Regions from separate parts of the Xenopus tropicalis genome. Here region 2 is linked to region 1. The links are chromatin contacts, called in public Hi-C maps. All regions are on one chromosome and are shown on one strand. Each heading gives the region's core, a stretch centred on a gene start, on an enhancer-like site or on the middle of the called end of the contact. The rest is flanking DNA. Distances are from core to core; before and after follow the strand shown. Region 1 has its middle 66 kb from the start of bcas1. Region 2 holds the start of znf217 (zinc finger protein 217).

Region 1 (4,776 bases), core at 217-2,716:
TTCAGGCTGGGCCCCCTTAGCTCATAACAAGGTTACAGATATATAGAAACATTGGGGTAACAGTCACCCTGCTATAGTTCCAGGGGTACCCAGGACACAAATAAGCACTCGCCCCAAATCTCCCCCTAACTGGCCTTCAGGCTGGGCCCCCTTAGCTCATAACAAGGTTACAGATATATAGAAACAAAAAAAGGATAAATAGATGATAGATTTGTGCTGTAGTCACGACCCCTATACATTTGCCCCCACCCACTTTCTGCAGCTTTATTGAACAAATCTTTTCTCTTGCTAAGGGAGAGATCATATAACCTGTAGGTAAAACACTTGGATGGTTCAAACACATGCTTGTTTTAAATATCCCATTGGGAGACAGAGAGAGGAAACAGGTGAAGCACTTTCCGTTTTGGAATACATCTTGTCTCTACATTCCGGTACTATTGCTGCAACACAGGGATAATAGTAATAGTTATGCTAAGGCCACATGTCTCTATCTGCTGTTTATTAATCTTGCAGAAAAAAAAACAAAAAAAGAACTGATCTTTACTTACTCATATTGCTTTTCTGTCACTTTCTGGTATTGTAGTGGTTTCTGAGATATTAGCAGTTTCTAACTGCCATTACCAAAATTTTGGTTCATTTGAGAAACAGCAACCCTAGGGCTGCCGGCTAACTCATGATGGTGAAAGTCTTTAAAAAATGTAGTTATACTTCCCCTCTATTCCTTCTGCTTTTGCCCTAGTGACTCAGTAGTTTCTATATAGTTCAGCAGGAGCAGCTTCCATGCAAGGAATGCAGCACTTCAGGGTAAGAACAGGGAACATATTGTATCCTAACAAGCGGATTGAACTTAGGGTAATAGGCATGTAACCTCGGCTGTTAATGGTGCTTACAGATCTGTGAATTAGCAGAACATATGCTGTGCATTAGCTCCTGGGGTTCCCAATATAGGCACCTGTACTCACTTAATGGCTTTAGCAGAGCTGCCTGGGAGAGATACAGGGAAAGTGGGACTATACGGGAGCTGAGTCCCAGCCTATTCCATGGGGAAGGGCATTGGAAGTCGGAGTGCGCTCCGTGTATCCAAAGCAGCCGGGATATTAAATGGTGCACGTTATAAATTCAAAAACACTCAGGATGCTGCAGGAACGGAAACGGATTATTTTAGGTGCATTCCAACAACTATAAAGCAAAAATCTCACAAAGATGCATAAGGTTGATCATAATACTGAGCCTCATGGTCCCACAGGGTGATTACTCGTCTGTGGTTAACCTTGGCTACTGCGGTGACTGGGGCAACTAATCTCCCCGAAATGTCTTCCCATCAGCAATAAAGTGAATCATTGTTGGGAAGCCATACGCAATGCTTTGTTTTCTGTATTCATGTAAAGTTTCCTCCTGCAGGGATCTGTGAAGGTGTTACTGGCTCAGCTTTCAATTTTTAGCCTTTCAGTCTCCATTGTTCTTTGGCTGCCCAGCTACATCCGACTGCACTGATGGACTCAATGGTGAGTTTGGTGTCAGCGAGGGCATGCACAGTAAAATGGGGTATGGAACAGCCCCCTACGTTTGTTCATAGCCTTTACAGAGAGATACCATAAAACTATGGCAGCATAGGGATTCCCCTGTACTAAGCACAATTCAGCAGGAACAGCCCCCTAAGTTTGCTCATAGCCTGTACAGAGAGATACCATAAAACTATGGCAGCATAGGGATTCCCTGTACTAAGCACAATTGAGCAGAAACAGCCCCCTAAGTTTGCTTCTAGCCTGTACAGAGATACCATAAAACTATGGCAGCATATATATTCCCCTGTACTAAGCACAATTCAGCAGGAACAGCCCCTTAAAGGAATATTGTCATGGGAATACACATCAGTTAATAGAGCTTCTCCAGTAGAATCCTGCATTGAAATCCACTTTTTACTATTTTCTGCAAACAGATTTTATATTTAATTTTGAAATTTCACATGGGGCTAGCCATATTCTTCATTTCCCAGGGTGCCACAGCCACATGACTTGTGCTCTGATAAACTTCAGTTACACTTTACTGCTGTGCTGCAAGTTGGAGTGATATCCCCCTCCCCCTCCCAGCAGCCGATCAGCAGAACAATGGGAAGGGAGCAAGATAGCAGCTCCCAGTAGGTATCAGAATAGCACTCAATAGTAAGAAATCCAAGTCTGGCTTGGGACTCCTCCAGTTACATGGGAGTAGGAGAAACAATAGGTTAGCTGAAAGCAGTTCTAATGTGTAGCGCTGGCTCCTTCTGAAAGCTCAGACTCAGACACAATGCACTGATTTGCTATTTTCTTTACTAAAAATAATTCAGCAGGAACAGCACTGTTAGAGATACCTGAACTCTTCTGCCCTCCTTTTTTTTCAAATAATTATCCTCATGCTTACACAAGCAAATACAGAGGAAACCAGTTTCTTACACTGTTCCCAATCCCAGGGTGTGAGAGGCGGAGAAAATCAATGGATATACCTTCTACTTAAATAATCTCCTTAATTGAACACCACCCTGTGTCTTCTACTTACCTGCGCCTCCCTCTTCTAAATCACTCAACTACATTCTTCATCTACATGGAGATCTTCCCCCAGCAGCCCAACAGGTATTCTGTGTAACCAATGGAAACCACTTCATCTCTATCTCAGAGATGGGAGGCCCTACACGCACACACATATATGGGTGCCCATATAGTAAGAAATTCTCTGAGCACACAATATGCTAAAAAGAAGGTTTTCCCAGCCTAAAAGGTGTGTATTCCCTTTAATCATCCAGGATTGGCTTTACATTAATGACATTATGATAAATGCCCTACTCTTGGGAATGTTTTCCTTGAAGCCTATAATTACTAAGTGTTTCACTCTCAGCTGAACACTCATTTGGGTGTGATGCCTCACTGACCGTTCTATTATGAGCATCACCGGCCCTGCTAATTATAGAATCTCAAGCCATTGCTGCTATGAAATGGGTCGGCTAAGGATCCTTTAGGCTGAATCAGCACTTTTTTTGTAAGTATCCTATCCAAGTGATCTCTAAATTATTGTACAGGTATGTGACCCGTTATCCAGAATGCTCGGGACCAAGGGTATTCCAGATAAGGGGTCTTTCTGTAATTTGGATCTCCTTACCTTAAGTCTGCTAAAAAATACAAATAAACATTAATTAAGCCCAATAGGATTGTTTTGCCTCCAATAAGGAGTAATTATACCTTAGTTAGGATTAATTACAAGGTACAGGTATGGGATCCCTTATCCGGAAACCCGTTATCCAGAAAGCTCCAAATTACGGAAAGCCTGTCTCCCATAGACTCCATTTTAATCAAATAATTCAGAATTTTAAAACTGATTTGCTTTTTCTCTGTAACAATAAAACAGTACCTTGTAATTGATCCCAACTAAGATATAATTACCCCTTATTGGGGGCAGAACAGCCCTATTGGGTTTATTTAATGGTTAAATGATTCCCTTTTCTCTGTAATAATAAAACAGTACCTGTACTTGATCCCAACTAAGATATAATTACCCCTTATTGGGGGCAGAACAGCCCTATTGGGTTTATTTAATGGTTAAATGATTCCCTTTTCTCTGTAATAATAAAACAGTACCTGTACTTGATCCCAACTAAGATATAAATAATCCGTATTGGATGAAAAACAATCCTATTGGGTTTAATTAATGTTTTATAAATTTTTTAGTAGACCTATGGAGATCCAAATTACGGAAAGGCCCCTTATCCAGAATACCCTTGGTCCCAAGCATTCTGGATAATGGGTCCTATACCTGTACTGTTTTATTTTTACAGAGAAAAAGGAAATCAGTTTTAAAAATCTGAATAATTTGATTAAAATGGAATCTATGGGAGATGGGCTTTCCGTAATTCGGAGCTTTCTGGATAATGGGTTTCCGGATAACAGATCCCATACCTGTACTTTTTTGTAACTATCCAAGTGATCACTTAATTATTGTGACATTATTCCCTTAACTCTAATGATGACCAAATCTGTCTGGTTTCGCTTTGCTAAAAAATTGGCAAAATGGCAAAAATTGGCAAAATACATTGGGGTCAAGGGGCGTTTTATCCACTGCAACTTGTTTCATGGTGTGCAACTTTTTTTACTGCTCAAAAGTAGTCTGGGCATTTTTTTTGTAATCTTTTTTTTTATATTAGCGTGATTGGAGCAATGAGGTATTATTAAACCTTCCTGGGAGAGGTACCAAACCTCATAGCTCCAATCATGCTAATACAATCAACACCTTACATTCATGAGATCCCTGAACCCATGCTGGTTATGCTAAACAGATTATTGGAGCAACATAGCAGGGAATTTAATTCCAGGACGATCTTTGTACAAATCATTATGAATTGAGAAAGCCAGTCGGATGCCTGCCTTCTAGAAAATCCACAGTTTTTCCAGTCCAGTTCATTGAACATATTACTACAGATATCTATTAGGTAGACAGAGGGTGCCCAGCAACTCTTAAAGTAAAAAATCATAATCCTTCTGTGTGTAGAGATGTAGTGAACTGTTCGCCGGCGAACGAATTCGCGCGAACATCGGGTGTTCGCAAGTTCGCAAACTTTTCGCGTATGTTCGCAATTTGGGTTCGCGTGGCGTTTTCCCTCTGCGTTTTTTCTTGGCCTAAAAACGCCGCACAAGCCACACATGGTGTTTTTCAGCAAATCCCGCTTCCATGGTGCTAATAGCGCGAAATAGCAAAAAACCTGCCAGCTGCCTTTGCGTTTTTACGCAACGATGTGTCAACAAAGTATTT
Region 2 (5,172 bases), core at 1,270-3,769, 68 kb after region 1:
CCCCAAGTTGTACAGGTGTATATGGGTGGGCGGCTGCTGACATAGAGATAGCTATATATTAATTGTACTGCAATATATGGGGACTGCTAAGGGCAGAGGAGATGTGACCCCCCCCCCCTAGTATTCTGATTGTTGGTTAGGGGGGTGATTGCAATATATTGGGGGTTGCTAAAGGTAGTGGGATGTTAAGGGGTTAGAGACCCCATATCAATTACTATACATGGGGGTGCAACCCGCCCCCTAGTATTCTGATTGTAGGTAAGGGGGTGATTGCAATATATTGGGGGTTGCTAAAGGTAGTGGGATGTTAAGGGGTTAGAGACCCCATATCAATTACTATACATGGGGGTGCAACCCCCCCCATGTATTCTGATTGTAGGTTAGGGGGTGATTGCAATATATTGGGGGTTGCTAAAGGTAGTGGGATGTTAAGGGGTTAGAGACCCCATATCAATTACTATACATGGGGGTGCAACCCCCCCCCCAGTATTCTGATTGTAGGTAAGGGGGTGATTGCAATATATTGGGGGTTGCTAAAGGTAGTGGGATGTTAAGGGGTTAGAGACCCCATATCAATTACTATACATGGGGGTGCAACCCCCCCCCCCCCAGTATTCTGATTGTAGGTAAGGGGGTGATTGCAATATATTGGGGGTTGCTAAAGGTAGTGGGATGTTAAGGGGTTAGAGACCCCATATCAATTACTATACATGGGGGTGCAACCCCCCCCCCCCTAGTATTCTGATTGTAGGTTAGGGGGGGTGATTGCAATATATTGGGGGTTGCTAAAGGTAGTGGGATGTTAAGGGGTTAGAGACCCCATATCAATTACTATACATGGGGGTGCAACACCCCCCCCCCCCCAGTATTAGCTATCTCCATTAGCTTAACAGCTGTATATAGAGGGGGCATTAGGTGCTGGGACTCGGGGGGTACAGAGGTTGAACCCAATTTCCTAAATAGGGGGTGTTGGTACCAAACACAGAAAGAATTGGACCCCCCCCCCATTTAGGGGGCGGTGAATGAATAGAGCATGGCATAATTCCTGGATTATGGGGGGGCACCTGGGAGGGAGGAGTAAATGACCTTTACAATGTATATGTTTTGTTGGGGGGGGTAGATAAACGTGGGAATGCGCAATTCTTTCTATATCCCCCACACCCCCCAGTCCTGGTCATACTCTATTATATACTATTATATAACCGGCTCTCCTGCTCTATATATGAAACCAATATGAAGGGCACTGCTTGTGTGGTTATGGCTGATATTGGGGGGTAAGTGTAACTAGTAAGGGTGACGGGTGACTTCGGGCCACAATACATGGGGGGGGAGGGGGCGGGATCATACAAGGGACATGGAGTATAAAGAGGATGAGTGTTCCCCCCCCCCCCTCACACTCAGGAAGTGCCTTCCCCAAATAAGAAGAGGCAGGTACAGCTAATGCTGGGTATGTAACTCCCCATTAACCCAACCGCTCTCATGTACATAACTAGAGAAAGGTAACGAGCCCCCACCCTCTGCTATTCTTCTTCTTCATCATCCTCATCCTCCAACAGCCGGGGGAAGGGGGGAGGGAGGGAAGCTGCAAACTTCTGCCATTCAGCCCTCCTCCTTATTTACTATCAGATCATCTACAGGCACTAACTGCCTGCTCACTGCTGGGACTCCTTCTGCTGCCCCTGATCCGGTCTGTATACCTGTGTGTGTGTGAGTAGGGGGGTATATACTATGGTTATTAAATACTTATCTAAATATGTTTATATAGGAACACCCCCACCAACTCTTCTCAGAGATTCCCACTGCTGCTAGTTCTGCATGGCTCAATCTTACTGCTGCTGGTATTGGTCGGTGGGGGGAGGTTAAACTTTTAATATACGTTTAATAATAAATATATATAAATTAGTAACTACAGATCTGGTAAATATACTTCATTATATATATATATATATATATATATATATATAGGCACACATTGATTTAATCAGTGAAGAATGTTAGGGAATATACATATTCTAGTCTGTGTATAGTCTGTATGTGTATATAATGTTTGTGCTTGCTAAATAGCCATGTTTGCTAATATTTAAACTCCCCAGGTCTGTCCCTTGTTTGTGGGAAAGCAGATAATAACACCAGGCTGGAACTGAGCTGCCCATCAGGGGGGCTTCAGTGAGGGGGGGGGGGGATTTGGAGAGAGGTAATCTGTGGGTGGGGGGTAGGGTATGAAAAGTTCTCCTTTTGATTTCATTTAGTCGAATTGAATCTGTTTAGATCAGTTGATAGAGTGTAAGTTCCCTATATGCAGAAGATATCTTGTAACAATGCAGCTGCTGCTTCTTCTTCATTGTGTCTCTTTAAAGCCCATCAGGAAGACATTTCTCTTTCTTTCTCTGTCTCTTTCTGAAAGCTGCAGACTTTCTGTGGCGTCTGTAATTAATAGGTTCATGGGACAGGTTTGTTATGCAAGTGCTGGGGAGGCTACAATACCATTAGAGAGAGAGAGAGGCTCACTTAGCACTTGGATTTCTTTCTCTGCTTCTTGCCTGGGTTGGACTGAGCATTGTGCTCTAAAGGTTACACTGTCAGCTGTGTTCCCTGCAGCACAAGGTAGGAGAGTCTGCTGATCCGCCAGTTTGGGGCATTTTTTAAGATGACCTTGAAAGCCTTTTCTGTCTCTCATTATGTAGGAAGCAGCAGTTCACAAGAGCAAAGTGAAAATAGGAAGTGAAGGAACACTAAGATTCAAGCCTATGGCATTGCTTACAAACCTGTTTGTTGCATTATCATTTTAGACTTAAAGTTTTTATGTTTATATATACATCCTGGAGTTTAAAAAAAAAAAAAAAAAAAAAAAAAAAGCTGGCAAAAGATTTTACAGTACTACATATATATATATATATATATATATATATATATATATATATATATATATATTGTGTTAAACTACAACCCCCAACAACCTCCACATAACCATGTGAGTTCTTTAGTTTAAAAAAAAACTGACCCAGTTATTGATATAGGTGGGCTGTCTCTGCAGTATCAAAGAGGGTAACCTTTTCCCTCTTCTGCTTTTGGTTGGCATAGAGTTATAGGTTGTTTTCTACTACTAGGGCCTTCCCCAATGTGTTTGGAGTGAGGAACAGGAGTCGGTTACACTGTTCTGCAAGATGTCCGCCAGCCTTGATATCTTATCCCTGCTAATGCATGCACAGGAGTAGGTACAAGCACCCTTTGCTGTTAGATTAATAGTTGTATGTGTGGCTGCTTTGCCCTTTCCTTCATCTATCAATCTGAATGATTGGGAAATGTTTCTTGGAAACTTTTGTCTTTTTTTTTTTTCCATGGTATTGAGAAGTGCATAGATTGAACCATGCTGCCAGGTGTAGGGAGGAGGAGGAGGAGGAGGAGGAAGAGGGGGGTGGCTGGGGGCTTTTGTGTATTGCAAAGCAATGTGTTGATGATCCTTTGGCAACAAAGGGATTCATTTAGTATGATTTACAGATTTCTTTTTTGGAGCCCCTTTACGTTTTTCCTTTTTTGCAGAACCAGTTGGATCTCTCTAAAATCAATATATAGTACAAACAAAAGGTAGAGCAGTGTTTATAGTTTGGGGGGAATTGTGTAAAAAGCCATTGCCCTGAACTATAGTATTTAACTAGCAAAGTGCCTTTCATTTGGCAACACTGGGAATAGACACACTTTGTTAAAGAGTAAGTTTTATATCTCCTGATAAGTTAGTATCTACCGATATGCTTTCAGGATAGTAAAATTTGGGTAAGGTACAGCAAATCTTTACTAGTTTAGAAAGGTTCTTTTCTTCTATTATTCTTTTCAACACTGGGTGTTGGTTGTTAAGGTGGGGGTAGGGAGAGGTGTTGATAGACACTACTAATTATAATGCACATTTAAAGCACCACTAAAGTTTTAGCTGCCATATTAGCTGGTGTTTTCTGCAAGCTGTGCTCTCATTTCACTGGTTACACCTATTTCTCAAAGCTACAAAATCATCTTGGAAACTCTTCTGCTAATTTTATATTTCTAAATAATGCCCTGTTGTTCTTTATAACGGGAATTAAGGACTGAATTCCTGTTTAAACCGAAAAGGAAGTGGATTGCACAAAATGTACGTCCTTCCTTTCAAAATACTTTTTATTTGTGAGAACTTCATACAGCATTACTAGATACAAATTTATTGGTAACTGTGTTTTTAAAAAATATATGTATACTGGTACCTAATTAAGAAATATTTTCTAGAGATGAATAGAATAGTTTATGGGCATAGTACATGTAATTCTGATATTTTTTTTTTTTTTTTTTTTTTTTAGTTATAAATTTGAATAGAAGACACTTCTGTAAAGACAGGCAGCACACATTGTTCTCCCCCAGGGTTCAGTACACCAGCACCTCTAGTGGCCAAATATGCATTCTGCGGTTTTATTGTGCAAAGCTCTTAACATGGCAGCTACCTCACTTGACATTAAATGAAAAAGCCTGTCCTAGTTTTGTGGCATGCATATTTCTTTAGAAACACACCATTAAATATTATTCTTGCTTTTTCTTTTTTAGGTTCGAGCAGATCACTTTATGAAGATGTTTGGATATTGATATTAAGGATAGCTGCTTTGAGTAGCACATGAACCAATGCCATGCTTGTGAGCTACAGCCATGCTTCTGCATGCATTGTGATTTCTAAGGTTTCCTAAAGGGGAGTCTTAAACCATTTTGTTTTCCACAAATTTTTCAACGTTCAGATTAAAAATGCCAGTCCAGTCACTTTCAGAGTTTGATTGCCCAGATGGGGTGGGCAGTGCCATTGGTTCTCAGATGGAGAGTCCTGATTCTTCCCTAACCCTAAAACGGACCAATACCATTTCACACAAGAACCTGCAAGAAACCTTTTTAATGCAGGCAGAGGGAGACATGACATTTGACTGCATGTTTTGTGACCAGGCCTATAAACATCATGAGGATCTAGGAAAGCATGTGTTGGTCCAGCATAGGCCAACCCTCTGTGAGCCAGAAGTCCTCCGTGTTGAAGCAGAGTACCTCAGTCCTCAGGATAAGCGCAGAAAAGGTTCTGTACCTTTGGTGAAAGAGGAGCTAAAGGATAAGGATGGGCTTGACTGTGAGGTTTGCGGTCAGACTTTTGAGCATTCTGTTGACTTGGGCACCCAC

What was found. Hi-C and Micro-C count contacts between places; a contact is called where the count stands out from the background.
Region 2: a contact with region 1 is called in a Hi-C map of gastrula embryo, with 2.7 times the contacts expected there. The contact joins the promoter of znf217 here to the enhancer-like site in region 1. A contact is called at or near these places in 4 of 5 Hi-C or Micro-C datasets (brain, gastrula embryo, liver and 1 more).

Annotation. Positions count from the first base shown.
Region 1 is chr10:34,501,880-34,506,655 of UCB_Xtro_10.0, forward strand. No RefSeq gene overlaps it. Among named protein-coding and RNA genes, the nearest start is that of bcas1, 66 kb to the left of the region's middle. Within about 2 kb of position 1,467, at least 5 of the 11 cell types and tissues checked have an H3K27ac peak or open chromatin away from gene starts, as enhancers often do. A contact at or near this core is called in gastrula embryo and liver, where this site is marked.
Region 2 is chr10:34,568,677-34,573,848 of UCB_Xtro_10.0, forward strand. It overlaps znf217 (zinc finger protein 217), which reads left to right and starts at 2,520. Exons shown (of 6, transcript NM_001045782.2): 1 at 2,520-2,604; 2 at 4,564-5,172. The coding sequence starts at 4,756.